Regions from separate parts of the Muntiacus reevesi genome. Here region 1 is linked to region 2. A link is a contact called in public Hi-C data. All regions are on one chromosome and are shown on one strand. The core of a region is the stretch at or near the end of the contact, and the rest is flanking DNA. Distances in the headings are between cores, read along the strand shown.

Region 1 (6,697 bases), core at 921-3,420, 550 kb after region 2:
TCTAGCAACAACCTTGAACAAAGCCCAAACACCCCTATTAAATCTGGGACCACAACCTTCTGCAAAACCTGAGATGGAAAAGTCTAAATCCATATTCTTCTGACTTCATAGTCTTATCTGACTTCGAAAGGAAACCAATGCAAGACTATTGTAAGTAGTCCTAAGAAGGAACCCCTGAACTCTAGATCATTTAGCAAGTACTGAAAGCAATGGCACCCCAAAACTGAACTTCAATGATGAGTCAGTGACAATTAACATTCAACTTACTATTTGGCAACTTGACAACATAAGCCCCATTCAAAACTCGGGCCTACTTTCAAGTTACCTTTTGATTAAACATTAACTCTATAGTGATAGACTGGCAATGTCAAAACGGGAAGGCTAAGAGATAACATATTAAACCACGTATCCAATTTAGAACAATGCATATTGAGATACTACTGCTGCTCTCTATCAGCGGCACCGGTCCCTTCTAAAGAGACGAATCAAAGCTCGCCTTCAAACCGAAATGTGGTTACTTACCAAGTTCATCTCTGGATTAAGAACAAATACTTTGTATAGTCACACAAGCAAGAAAGAAGTGTTAGGAGAAGGTGACATTTACCTCTTCCATTAAGTATACAAAACTATGGTAACCCTCGAGACCTGAGCTAACTATACTATCCCTCATTCCAAAAGACACACTCTGGAAAAGCACATAATGGTTTAGGAATCTTGTCCTTCGCTTTATTCAAAAGGATGAGCAAGTAAACACTTCCATCACTATTTTAAGGTGGAAACACTCAACCACTTAATAAAGCTATCAATTGCTAGAAAACTATAAGAAAAGAACTAAGTTTCAGACAAAATCATCCAAATAAAAATCACATTCCCTCGATTCAAGGTTAATGAGACCTGGGAAGGGATATCGCAGGAGGAAAAAAGGAAGCTGCCTCATCCTTCACTGAAGACAGGTTTTTGCCCTTTCACATTGCCTCTGTTTTATCAGCAGGTCTTGTATTTTAAGATCCTGGTATTTCAAAGTCTCTTATTCAAAGGGGAGGTGGAGAAGGGGTGTAAAATAAAATCAATACTCACTGCTAACTTTCATGCTGCCAAAAGCTGAAGGCTGCTGCACTGGCTTGCAGCTCTCCGCAAAGGAGGTGGTTCTGGGCCGCCCTGACATGATCACTCTTTTTCCGAATCACCTTTTTTCCTTCCTTTCTCCTTTTCTTCCTTTTGTTTTATGTTGGGGTGTTAGGTTAATGATAAATGCAGCATTAAGTTCTCCCACAAGAAAAAGAAAAAGACTTCGTCCTCTTGCCTTTTCACTTCTTTTGTACAGCTATTTAGAAAAGCGAGCGATGTATTTCTCCTTGAAGACAGATCAGTACGGATATTTAACATATAGGCGATCCGGAGCTGGGGGGAAAAATACAATTCTTTCCTCTCCCTTTCCTTGGAGAGCAGAAATGGATGGGAGGTCCTAAAAAATATACATCACGTGAGACGGGGACAAATACTGGATTGAAAATAAGTACTCTGAATATTATATTTTCCTCGGGGATTTTTTTTCCGAGTCAATGAAGAAGGGAAGCGGCGGAAGGATCACGAGTCTCACGCTTGAAAAGAAGGGGGGGATGGGAAGGAGGGAGGGAGAGGGAGGGGTGGCTCGGAGATGCGTCGGGAAACGCTGCGGCTCCGGCAGCGGCAAGGATCCGGCGGGCTGACGGCGGGGGCCCGGCGAACTGGAAGGCGGCGGAGTAGCGAGTCAGTCAGAGTCGGGCGGTGGCGGCGGCGGCGGCTCTTCCCCTCATTGCGCCAGGAGCAGCTGCAGGCGGCGGCTGGATCCAGCGGCCATGGCGGCGGCGGAGGCAGCTCCCTTCAGACCCCAGGCAGCGGCTCCTCGACTGCTCCCCATACGCCGGGGACATGGGAACCCGGCAACCGCTTCCGTCCCTCGGGGCCCCCTCCCCCGTCCAAGGCACCAGCGCGGCCGCTCTCCCGCCCCTCGCTTCTGCACAGTCCCGCTCAGGAAGTGTCCGCGCTTTGCCCCCAGCCCGGAGCCCTGTCAGCGGCTGCGGGGTCGGCTCCTCCTCGCTTCCTTCCTTCCTTCCTTTGTCACTCGGCCCGGGCGGCGGCGGCGGAGGCAGCAGCAGCAGCAGCAGCACGAGCCCGCATTCGCCCGGGTCGGGGGCTGCTCTCTGTGAGGAGTGCCGTCTGCGCAGCCGCCTAGCTCTTCCCCACACCCCCTCCCCCCTCCTACTTGTCCTCCGCCTCCTTCCTCCCCCACCCAGCCTTACACCGCCCAGCGCCCGGCCGCCCGCGTAAGAGGCGTCTGGGAATCGCCGGCCGAGCAGGGCGTCCGCCCCCTTCGACAGGGGAGCCGAAACCCGAGCGGAACCAATCACGGATGTCGTTTGTTTGCGGATCCTCCCGGAAAAAGCCGATTGACCTGAAGAGCCAATCAGGAAGTGTCGCTGGAAATTCACGCCCAAGGACGGAAAATGCCGAAGATAGCCGACCGAGGAAAAGGTGGGTTCGCCTTGTTCTGTGGCTGGCTGGAGGAGAAATTAGGCAAAGACAACAGTGACCAATCAGAGTCGCTGGCCCTCAGGAAAAAGCTTGAAGAGTTAAGGACGGTGAAGCCCGGAGTCGCTGGCGAAACCGCACGGCTGGGCGCCGTGGCCGCTTTGTAATTGGCCGAAACTCCGCTGGGAGTGCAGCTCCCTCGGTGATTGGTGAAGGGAATGGGGCTTCCGAGGACAGTCTGGCCAGTCAGGACGTCTCCTCCCTCGTCGAGGTGGGGAGAAGTAGAGAGCGAAGGGAGGGCGTCTATAAAGCGCCTTCTCATTGGTCTGAAGCTCAGGAGCTGGAATGGGGGCAAAAGGGAAAAGGAGGGAGGCCGAAACTCGTAGCAGTAGCCAATCTGCACCCGCTGCTGTCTAATCGCAAGACCTAGCGGTAGTGTGATTGGCCTTCGGCCTCCGGCGGCAGTCCTAAGGAGCGAGGAGAAGCGCGACTGGGGTCGTGGCGGAAGGTCTGACGGGCTCGCCTGCGGCCACTCGCAGCTAGTGTGGAAACCGCATATAGGGAGCGCGAGCCGGTGCGAAACTGCTGTGGTCGGTGGCGCTGGGTTCCTCGCTCCAACAAACTGAGGGTTGAGGGGCTCTCCCCACCCACTGGAGGCTCTCGGCGGGGCGGGGCTAATTCTGTGCGCCCGGGGCTCCCCTCCGCCCGCGAGAGCGCATCCCGAGCACGGGCGTCTTCCCCGAAAGGGCCAGACAGATCCAGGGCGCCTCTCAGGCTGAGTGCGAATTTTCGGATATTCAACTGAGAACAAAGCTGCTAGAGAGCAGGGCCCCTGGGCGACCGCGCCCCGCCCAGTCGCGGAGGCCATTGATAAGAGTGAGGGCGACTGCGCCTCGTGCGCGCTGCCAAGCCCGGCCTTCCAGAAAGGCCCCTGAGAAATGAGCTCATGCTGGCTGAGCGCCCTTCTAGGGTGCGACCGGTCGGCGCAGAACGGCCCCCGAAAGCAGGTGAGGGGAAGTGCAGTCAAGCCGGATATCCCGAAGCCTCTGAGGCAACCGAGAGCCAGAATAGCCCTTGGTAGTTTTTGCGTTTTTGGAACTAGGGTGATCTATAAAAGTACTATTTAAGTAGGTTTCGCACATAAGCCAGTGTTCAAATTCGTGCGGTGTGCCCAAGGACAGAGAGGTGTGGTTACAGAAAAAGTAAAATGAACAGTTGCCATCCTAATTGTAATCCCATGGTACCTGTAATTTCCACCTGCAGAGTCATCCCTTTCTATTCAGATACCATCTGTAGCGAGCACATATAAAAATTACTTGATCAGGTTGACTAGCTATTGCTTTGGAAAACTGATGAGGAACTTAGGACAGAACAAAGTAAGCTTTGATGGAGGACAGGAAAGGTCTAGATAGGGTTTGCAAACTCGAATGTTTATAGGGGCCAGAAAAGTAAATGAGTGAAACTGGCCTGGTGTAGACAATGGGGAGTGATAAGCAACGTGGCAAATTGGAGTGTCTGAGCTGTAACTGAAAGGAGCAGCTGTTCGGCTCCAGCAGATTGTTACTCTGAAGAATGTGGATACAGTGGTCTGAGATATTCTGTCCCCTTCCCCCCATCCCCGCCAGGAGAAACCCTTATAAAGCATGATATTTGTATGAAATCTCTCGATTTTTACACCAATATTTCCAAACTCTGCAGGCCAAACTAAAAATATTGCAGGGTAGATGTGACCAACCTGCAATCAATTTGTAATCTCAAATCTGGACATAGGTTTTTGATAGCCCAGGAGTGGTAAAAGCTCTTGTTCTTTGCAATGAAGACAGAACATGAAGTCTCTGGATGTCATGGAGAAGGGTAAAGAATGTTGAAAGCAAACTCAGTGCATGGCAGCTTTGTCAAGTGATTGTTGCCTCTCCCTGCAAATTACCATGTAGACCTTTGCCACTAGTCCCTAAAGTGCTGTGAGGTAAAGCTAGAAATCCTGCCTTCTTCTTTACTCCCCATCTCTACTCCCAGTTACACTGGGAGGAAGCTGAATGACAAATGTTAGGTTATACAAATTGGAAACAGCTATTCTATTGTATATAATAAAGTACAAAAATAGTCTACCTTGAAGTTATGATTAATAGCTTTACTGTTGCTGCCTTCAAATATTTTGAACTGACACTTTTAAAAAAATCTGATCAGAGGATGGGGTGGGGAGGTGAGTCTTATAGGAAAACAAAAAATAGTTCAATTTAGAATTAGGACATAAGAAGGGGAGAAATTTATGAGAAAACACAGTACCACTGAAAGTAACATTCAGTGATTGTTTCTCTGACCTTTCAAACTTACTCCACCTTCTCACTTGCTGTTAACCACTTATCAGTTTATAGTAATTTTAATATTTATGTGTTTATAATGTGCCAGATGCTGTTCTTAAGTGTTTCACACATGCTATCTCAGAGTATAATCATACGGTATAAGTACTGTTATCACCTCCACTTTAAAGATAAGGAAACTGAAGGTCAGAAATATATACTGACTTACCTAAGGTCCACAGAGCTAAAGTAAGCAGACCTAGGATTCAGATTCCTTGTACTTCTCTCAAATACAGTTCTCACCTCCCCTGGTCTTGCTTTATCTTAAAGTCTAAGCCTTATGTCTTCAACTGTGTGTGCTTTGGGTTCTGTCAGGGCTCATTGGTTGGTCCCTTGGAGAGATCAGTGATTCCGAGCCAAAGTAACAAACCAGAGGGCTAGAAAAAGATACAGGAAAGCTGAGTGACACAGAATAGGTGAGTGTTGTAGTTGGGGGGAGGAGGTAGGTAAGCCTGTCCAAAAGATAAAATGTACAATGAACTGGCTTCTAGAGTAATAATAAGTATTTGTACAATACTTTGCACTTAGGAAGTACTATTATGTTAATGAAGTTTACAGAGTACCATTATGGAACTATTATCCTGTTTTTATAGATGAAGAAACTATACCGATGTCTTGCTCAGAATCACTTAGCTACATTTTTAACTGAAACTAGAAGAAAATATAGGCAGGTGTAATAATGAGGATAGCAAATAGAATATGAGATGCTGTTTATTTAGATGAAGCCAGGGCCTGTCAGTTCACACAGAAATCCACAAGCAAACTGCTTCTAGGATCTCCTTTACTTAGCCAATGTATATTAAATACCTAAATGATGTCGGGTGCTGGTCTTCAAAATTTAATAAGTATGGTCTCTGCTCCAGATACTTCCACTCAGATACTATGAGATACAGAAGAGTTGTTTAATAATAAACCCTAAGAAAGCCTTCCAGTATCAAGGTCAATGTGAAGATTAAGAGGAAGGAAAAATAAATATGCATTTACTGAGTGCCTGTTCAGTGCTTCCCTGAACCTCAAGAGATAGGCATTATTAACTCCTGTTAACAGATGTGGGGTAAATGAGCAATAGATACATTGCACACAGTCACACAATTTTAAAAAATGGCAGAGCTGGGATGAAATCTGTAGCCAAGTATATTTGATCCAGCCTCTTTCTATTAATACTAGATCTCTCTGCCTTCCATCAACAAATAACATTATTTATCCCATTTATGTAACTCACACACAGAAGTCTAGAAATACTAATTTTGATGGCATTTTGGATGATGCTTATTGTATTAATGCTTTCCAGTATTGTCTTCATTTTCCACCTTTACATGAGAAACAAAATACTTAAAAGGAGAAAACAAAGATAAGACTGCAAAAGAACCAAAGAAAAGAAGTAGCAGTGTGAAACTGCTCAATGTGATTAAATCAATTTGATTTACAGGATGCTGTACCAAATTTTAGGAATATAAGTGTGTGAGGATGAATAAAAGTCATTCAGAGGTGACTGTCTTGCGTCAGTCTTAGAGGAGCTCTTAGAGAGTGGAGATGTGTAAACAGAATACCATAATGTCATCTGAACAACTATGGAAGAAAAGTGGCCCAGAGATCATTTTCCAAGCTGAATTTAAATGACTGGTCTCCAAAGTTGAATGTATATACTCAGAGATTATATAGGATGATCCTTTGGAAGGCTGGAAATACTAGATCTTATTTTTATCTTAAAAAGTAAGAAATTACCTTTCTAATGGTTAATTTACTGGTAGACACTAATGCCCTCCTTAGTCCCTACATCAGAGGAAGAGGTGTCACATGATCCACAATACAGGAACACAATACAG
Region 2 (7,292 bases), core at 1,017-3,516:
TAAAGACAACATGGATTTGAAGTTTAAAGGTAGAAGACATTTCTGTCTGATGCAGATTGGAAACTTCATGGAGGTAAAAATTGAGTTACACTTTGAAGGTTAAATGGTCCCTGGAGTTTTGAAGGTTTCTTCTCTTTCCCTGTGGTAACAGCTTATATCATACTTAATATAATTTATGTAGCAAGGGTAGTACCCGGAGAACCTAGGAGGGATAGGGAACCTGACACCTGGGGGAAAATTCATGATGGGGCAAGAGGCTATTGAGTTCTGTAAGCAGAAATCAGCAAGAGGTCTGAGGGTAGAATAGCGGTTCCAGACAGTGTGGTGACTGCACTGAAATTTTTCCGATACCTTTACTCTGGTGGCAAAGGTATATCCTGGAAAGGATCAAGCTAAATATGAAACGGTGGTCCAAGTGAACCGAATAACACGTTTTGGTTTAATGTTGCTCTGAGAACCTTCAAAAAAACACACCACAGAAAAGGGAGAGTACTTCCATAGTGGTAAAGGAAGGTAAAGAGAAGGGGGCAAAAGAGGATGAGATGGTTGGATGGCATTACCGAATCAATGGACATGAGTTTGAGCAAACTCAGGGAAATAGTGAAGGACTTGGAAGCCTGGCGTGCTACAGTCCGTGGGGTCAGTCAGACACAACTTAGCAACTGAACAACAGGAAAGGAAGGTAAATCCCAAGGGCATGGAGCAGCAGGAGAGTAGGAGAGTGACAAGTAGTCTCAGGAGCTGAGGTGGAATAGCAGCAAGTGTGAGCAGGCCGAGGATCTGGAGACTTCTTGAGTGATCAGATGACAAAGGGAACCTTAAGAAAGAGGCTTAGTTACCCAAATGAGAAGGCAGGTATGGCATTAGCAAAATTTGCCTGTTAATCTCATTTGTTATCTATAAGGTAGTGAGGGAGCATTTAAGTATATAAATGATTTCAGTAATACCTGCCCACACTCCCACCCTCCAATTTAAAGTCCTCCTCATCCCAGAATGATTGTGGAGTCATCTTAAGCATTTAGATTTTCCACATGTAGGCCAGACAGATTGCACAGCCATTTCCTTGAGTTTTCACGCCTTGGTACTTTATATGGGGCCCACCTCTGCCTGTATGGGTTAGGCAGCAATCTGCAGCCAGAGTCAGGAGTCAAGGGGTCTGAAGTCCTGATTCAAAGACTTACGTGAATGTAGGTACTGGAGATACATAAAATGCACGTACATGATCCCTGACCTCAAAGTTAGTCTACTGAGACACACAGTAAATAGGAAATAATGATGCGAAGTAGTAAATGCTGATGGGAATTGAATTTAATCCCCTCTCCCAGACACCAGAGATCTTCCTGGCGCCATGACTAACTCAGCTAGTCACTGTTATCAGTCAGTTCCCAGCGCCCTATCTATAGAATTCCAGCTGTCAAATTCCAGAAATCTATTTACCTTATCTCACTAAAGAGTGTAACGGTTTAGACTTAAACCTAGAAAGGAATAAGGATGAGTAAGGATTGGTTGCTGGCAGAGCTTAAATGAAATAACACAAACCAGTTTGAGAATATTTTAAATGCGTACGTTTTAATAAAAACTACACTTTGAAGTATACGTTAATGAAAGCTGTAGTGGCGGGATATTATTGCTATTATAACTATTAAGTCAACATCTGGAAGAAATTCCAGAAAGTGTCCTGCCTTTTGAGAAACAGTAGGCATATAAACTAAGGGGAGTAAAACCTATCTTGTGGAGCCCAGAGCGGATTTCTTTAAAGAGTGTTCTGGAAATCTCGGGGCACCCGGCACCAATACTCCTCTTCAACGCCTCGGTCTTTTCTGAAAACCAGAATGAACCCCGTCCAGCCCAGAAGTCTGTGACTGAGTAGGTCAGGATGCATTTGGCCAAATTGCCTTCCTCTTTCCGTACTCCACTTGTAATGAACACCGCACTTTTTCTTCTTCACAGCATTTGTGCTGTTTTAAATGGCTTCCCTGATAGCTCAGTTGGTTAAGAATCCGCCTGCAATGCAGGAGACCCTGGTTCGAGTCCTGTGTCGGGAAGATCCATGGAGAAGGGATAGGCTATCCACTCCAGTATCCAGTACTCTTGGGCTTCCCTTGTGGCCTCGCTGGTAAAGAATCCGCCCGCAATACGGGAAACGTGGGTTCAATCCCTGGGTTGGAAGATCCCCTGGGAACGGGAAAGGCTACCCACTCCAGTATTCTGGCCTGGAAAATTCCATGAACTCTACAGTTCATAGGATCGCAAAGAGTCGGATACGACTGAGCCACTTTCACATCAGCATAAGACCGCATCTTTCCGCTTGCAATCTACCTACCACCCTGCTTTTCTGTCGCAGAAGGGTGAGGAGGACGGCACCGGAAGTCACACTGCGCTGAGCGTGGCTCCTTGCCACTACCTCATTTCCGGCGGGCTGGCCTGGCACCGTCCCGCCCCCAGCCGGAAGTGTGTTCGGATCCGGTTCCGCCTTTGCGCCGTCCCGCAGCCCTTGCCTTCGTTGGGGAGGGACTTCCTGTCTCGTGTGTCCAAGTTCCTCCAAAGTTAGGCTTGGCACCGAGGGCCTGTGTGTCAAGCGGTGTGTCGGCGGATATGGCCGCAAATTAACTCGGGGCTAGTGTAAAGATACTCGCCCATTCCTTCTTGCAGTCACCCTCGCTCATCCCCTGCCGCACCTCTGTGAGGCCTTGGCCTCCTAAGCGCCCAAGCGAGTGTCTATCGACAGGTTCGGAGAGGGTCATGGAAGCGCGGCCGCCGGCCCCACGGAGCTTCCTTTGCAGGACGCTGAGTCCTTTTCCTCGGGTCTTTGCTGCCGAAGCTGTGGCCGCCGATCCCAAGGCTCTTGTAGAGGACCAGGAACTGTCTTCCTTCGTCTCAGAGCCCCAATACCCGGAATCCGGATGGGACCGCCTCCGGGAGCTGTTTGTCAAAGAGTAAAAGTGCCTACGGTCTGTGGGGAGGGGCTACGAAGGAGGTGACCTGCAGCCTGGGTCATCTGGGGCGAAGGACCCCAGGGTGGTGTGATTTATTTTTGTGGAATTTGGAGTTTAATGTAATGTACTCCAAGCTTTTATCCTAACATTGCTATTTGGTAGTTCTGTTGATTGACAGGCCGGTTATCAGATGGAGAGGGTGAGACTAACTGAAAGTAAGAACTTTTAGGAATGTTTAGGGACTCTAAACATAGTGTTTAATATAATCCCCTGACTTTACAAATTAGAAGAATTAGAGCAAGCTACTTGGTGACCCTAGAACCAACATCTGGAGGACTCCATTATTCTTTCTCGTGTATCACTTGATCCCAGATTCTGATGCTTCTTGAACAGTAGCCCTCCTCCCCGCCACAAAAATGGAGGTTGGGGAGAGAACACAGTTGTTAAAATTTTTATTCTGCCAAATAAGGAATGTATAAAAAAAAAGTAGCAACTGTTGTTGCAAAGATATTAGCTGGATTCACAAGTAAAGCGGTGTCAGAATAAATGATAAATAACCCTCTAAATTGAATTAACTTTAATGAAAAACTCAGGATAATTAATTTCATCATTTTTATTCCTCACCGGTGAAAAGTTTTCCCTTTTTGTGAAGTTCTTTACCATATACTACACTGTAATGTCAACTGGTTAAATTAACATTGAAGCTTTATTATGTTGCTGAAATAGAGCAGGGGAGCCAGTGGAATTGTGTTTAATTACTTTCTTTAGATTTCATCATCTTATTTTAAAGATAATGAGGCTGCCCTTCCATTGGTCATTCCAGATTTATTTGAGGTATTTGTGAACGATCCTATGTAGTACACAACAGAAAAGGTTTATTTTTGTTGATTTATTTATTTTTAATTGGAGATAGTTGCTTTACAATGTTGTGTTAGTTTCTGCCATACAGCAACATGAAACAGCGATAGGTTCCCTTCCTCTTGAACCTCCCCTCCCAACCTCCCACCCCATCCCACACAAGTAAGTTGTCACAGAGCACCAGGTTGGGCTCCCTGTGTTACACAGTGGCTTCCCATTAGCTGTCTGTTCACTTTACATATGGTAATGTATATATTTCAATGGAACTATCTCAATTCTTCCCACCCTTGCCTGCCCCTGCTGTGTCTATAAGTCTGTTCTCTATGTCTGAATCTCTATTCCTGCCCTACAAATAGGTTCATCAGTACCATTTTTCTAGATTCCATGTATATGCATTAATATATGATATTCGTTTTTCTGACTTAACTTCACTCTGTATAACAGGCTCTAAGTTCATCCACCTCACTAGAACTGACTCAAATTCATTTGAAAAAGGTTATTTTGATCAGCTTTATAAGCCCCAGAACGTTGGAGCTGAAGGAAAATTGAAAGATAATTTAATATAACTTTATTGTCCCCTCCATGTCATGGGTGAGGAAACCAAGGTTCAGAATGATTGTGTCTACCTGTAGGTCACTTAGCGGTGGATGACAGAACCAGAACTACAACCCCATTGTTGCTACTTATAGTCTAGGCCCTTTCCACTGCTTTTCCCTGTTGGTTTACCATTCCTTAGTTCTTAGGCCCAATCATGTAACTTCATAGAGTGTCTGCTGATAATATGGAGAAAAAATATCGCTATGTCATGGAATTTTTCAGAGGATGAAAAAGAGGATATCGTATGCATTTCCTGGCTTGTTAAATCTTCAGCTCTTTTTTCATTTTCTCTTTTCTGAGTTCTCCCACTTTTTATGTAGATGTTTTTGGTTTTATTCATTATACAGGATAAAAATATAAAGTTAAGATTATAGCAGTTTTTCCTATTGATATAAGAATTCGTTTGTCTCTTGTATATGTGGGAACTATAAGAACTCACTGATTCTGATTTCAGAAATGTGGTTGTTAGAATTAGATAAATTAGATAGAATTAGATACACACTTGTACAGTCTCAGAAGAAAGCAAGTTAGTAGTTTGTAAAAAATTAATATTCAGTAGTTTACTTATGTAGGAGGGCCATTACTTCTAGTAACTAAACACTTACAAACTTAGCTGTTTGTTAGAGCAGTTTCCAGAGGACATCTTGGAAGCTGCAATATAGCTTGTAGTTTCTAATGCTTTTGAGAGTGATAGATTGAATGAGATGGTAGCTTTCCCCGTTTATTTTAGGTTGGTCTGTGCTGCCCACTGCATCATGAGCTTTCTCATTCAGTGGTCTTTAATAGTACAGGCCCATCTGAGCATGACATAAAAATTAAATATTCAGAAAGATAAAATTTTGGTTGTTTTTTTACGTATAGATATTCATTCTTGCATACATTGTCCTAAAATCCCATACGTTTTTATAATTTCCAAAAGTTATCTAAAAATTCAAAAAGGGAATTGTTAATTTCTGCATCCAGTTTACAAATTCTTTCTGTTTCCAGGGATATAGTAGAGCTGAAATAGTCATCACATAAAATAACCCTTTAAAAAGCCTTTTTATTGCAGTATAAATAAAATATGCGCCTAGAAAAATGTACATAAGTATACCTGTCAGTGACTTTTCACTAAACCTAACTCTGTATCCAGCCCTGAGACTGTTGGTGTCCCAAAAGCTCCCCCTTGTGCCCCTTCTCTGTCACTGCCTTCCCAAGAATAACTACTAACCTAACTTCTGAAAGCATAGATTAGTTTTGACTGAGATTTGAGCTACTTGTAATATAATTATTTAATTCATCAGAAGGTTTAATTGGTTCTGCCCATCATGAAAAATTTAAGTCCTGTTTAGCATTTGGGATAATTCTGATCATACTGTCTTTTGGAGAGCAGTATCCATAAACTAATCCCAAACAACATTGTTTTTTTGATGTTTTAGTGAACAGCAGAGAACTTCAAAAGAACTTCAGGATATTTACAAGGCAGCAATTTCAGCAGGCATCATCGGCTGGGCATATGGAGGAATACCAGCATTTATTCATGCTAAACAGCGCTACATTGAGCAGAGCCAAGCAGAAGTTTACCGCAACCAGCTTGATGCTGTGGTACGTACTGGTGTTCTTATAGTATTTGGGGACATGCCAGTTTTAGCTGTTCACTTTATACTTAATCATCTAGTTAGATAGTAGGGTTGAGAAGATTTAGGAAACAAAGTCTGTACTCAGCAACAATGGAAGTGCTAATGCTATAGTGCATACTCAAACTTTGTCAGACCACTTTTCTTACTAGAATTGATCATGACCATGGCTCTACTTTCTGAAATATATTTCTGATCTCCTGCTATATTATCAAGGCTCAGCTGTAGTGTATTTATCCTATTCAGAAAGCCTGTGTGCAGTCCACTAGCTCACACTAAAATAATCAGTAACATTTAGAACCTTACAGTTTGTTGAGTGCTGACTCATTTGTTGTATCTTAAATCTGTACGTCAATTCTATGGTCCTAGTGAGGAAGTTATGGCTCAGAATTTTTTGTTTTTTAAAATTTGTGGTGTTTTTTTAAATTGTGTCAAGTTTTAAAAGTTGCAAAAGTAGTGCCAGTGTCCTGTAATGTCCAAGAGGGATTGATTCCAGGACTCCTGTGGATACCAAAATCCACAAATGCTCGAGTCTTTTGTTTTAAAAAAACCCTAGTACCACATGTCCCCCATATCCATGGTTCCACTTCCTCAGGTTCCAAATCTGGGAATACTGAGGGCTGACTGTACAAAGATTTCCTGTACACCTTCCAGTCAGATTCTCCAAATGTTAACATTTTACCACATTTGCTTTCTTATTCTCTCTGTATAAGGCATGCTGTTATTTTTTTGTGAACTGCTTGGGAGTATGTTTTAGACATGGTGAATGCTTCAGCATACATTTCCTAAAAAACAAAGACATTTTCTTACATAACTACAATATTATCATGCAGTTCAGGACATTAATACTGATAGTGTACTATTATCTTATCAATGGACTTTATGTAAATTTTGCTTATTGTCCCACTAACATTATTTTTAAAGTAAACAAGTTATTAAAATTTTTTTTTCTGGTCCAGGATCTAGTACTGGATCAGATGTTGAATTTGCCTGTTGTGCCTCTCTAGTCAGTCTCCTTTAATTTGGAACAGTTTTTCTATTGTTCTTTGACTTTCATGACCTCAATATTTTTTAAGACTTGGGCCTTTTATTTTGTATTGTAGAATGTCCCACGATTTGGACATTTGATGTTTTCTTGCGATTAAATTTCACTTAAGTGTTTTCACAGGAATACCCTACAATTGATACTGTATCCTTCCCAGTAAGTAATGATAAGGAGCATGAGATACCTATTTGTCTCTCTGCCGGGGATACTTAACTTTAATCACTTCATTAAGATGGTCCT

The links. A called contact is a pair of places that touch in the nucleus more often than the background predicts.
Region 1: a contact with region 2 is called in a Hi-C map of blood, with 4 times the contacts expected there. The contact joins the promoter of GSK3B here to the promoter of TIMMDC1 in region 2. A contact is called at or near these places in 2 of 3 Hi-C or Micro-C datasets (blood and muscle).

Annotation. Positions count from the first base shown.
Region 1 is chr8:43,622,734-43,629,430 of mMunRee1.1, forward strand. GSK3B (glycogen synthase kinase 3 beta) reads right to left here and starts at 2,171. Exons shown (of 13, transcript XM_065943558.1): 1 at 1,078-2,171. The coding sequence starts at 1,165.
Region 2 is chr8:43,077,114-43,084,405 of mMunRee1.1, forward strand. It overlaps TIMMDC1 (translocase of inner mitochondrial membrane domain containing 1), which reads left to right and starts at 2,267. Exons shown (of 9, transcript XR_010664274.1): 1 at 2,267-2,936; 2 at 5,810-5,975.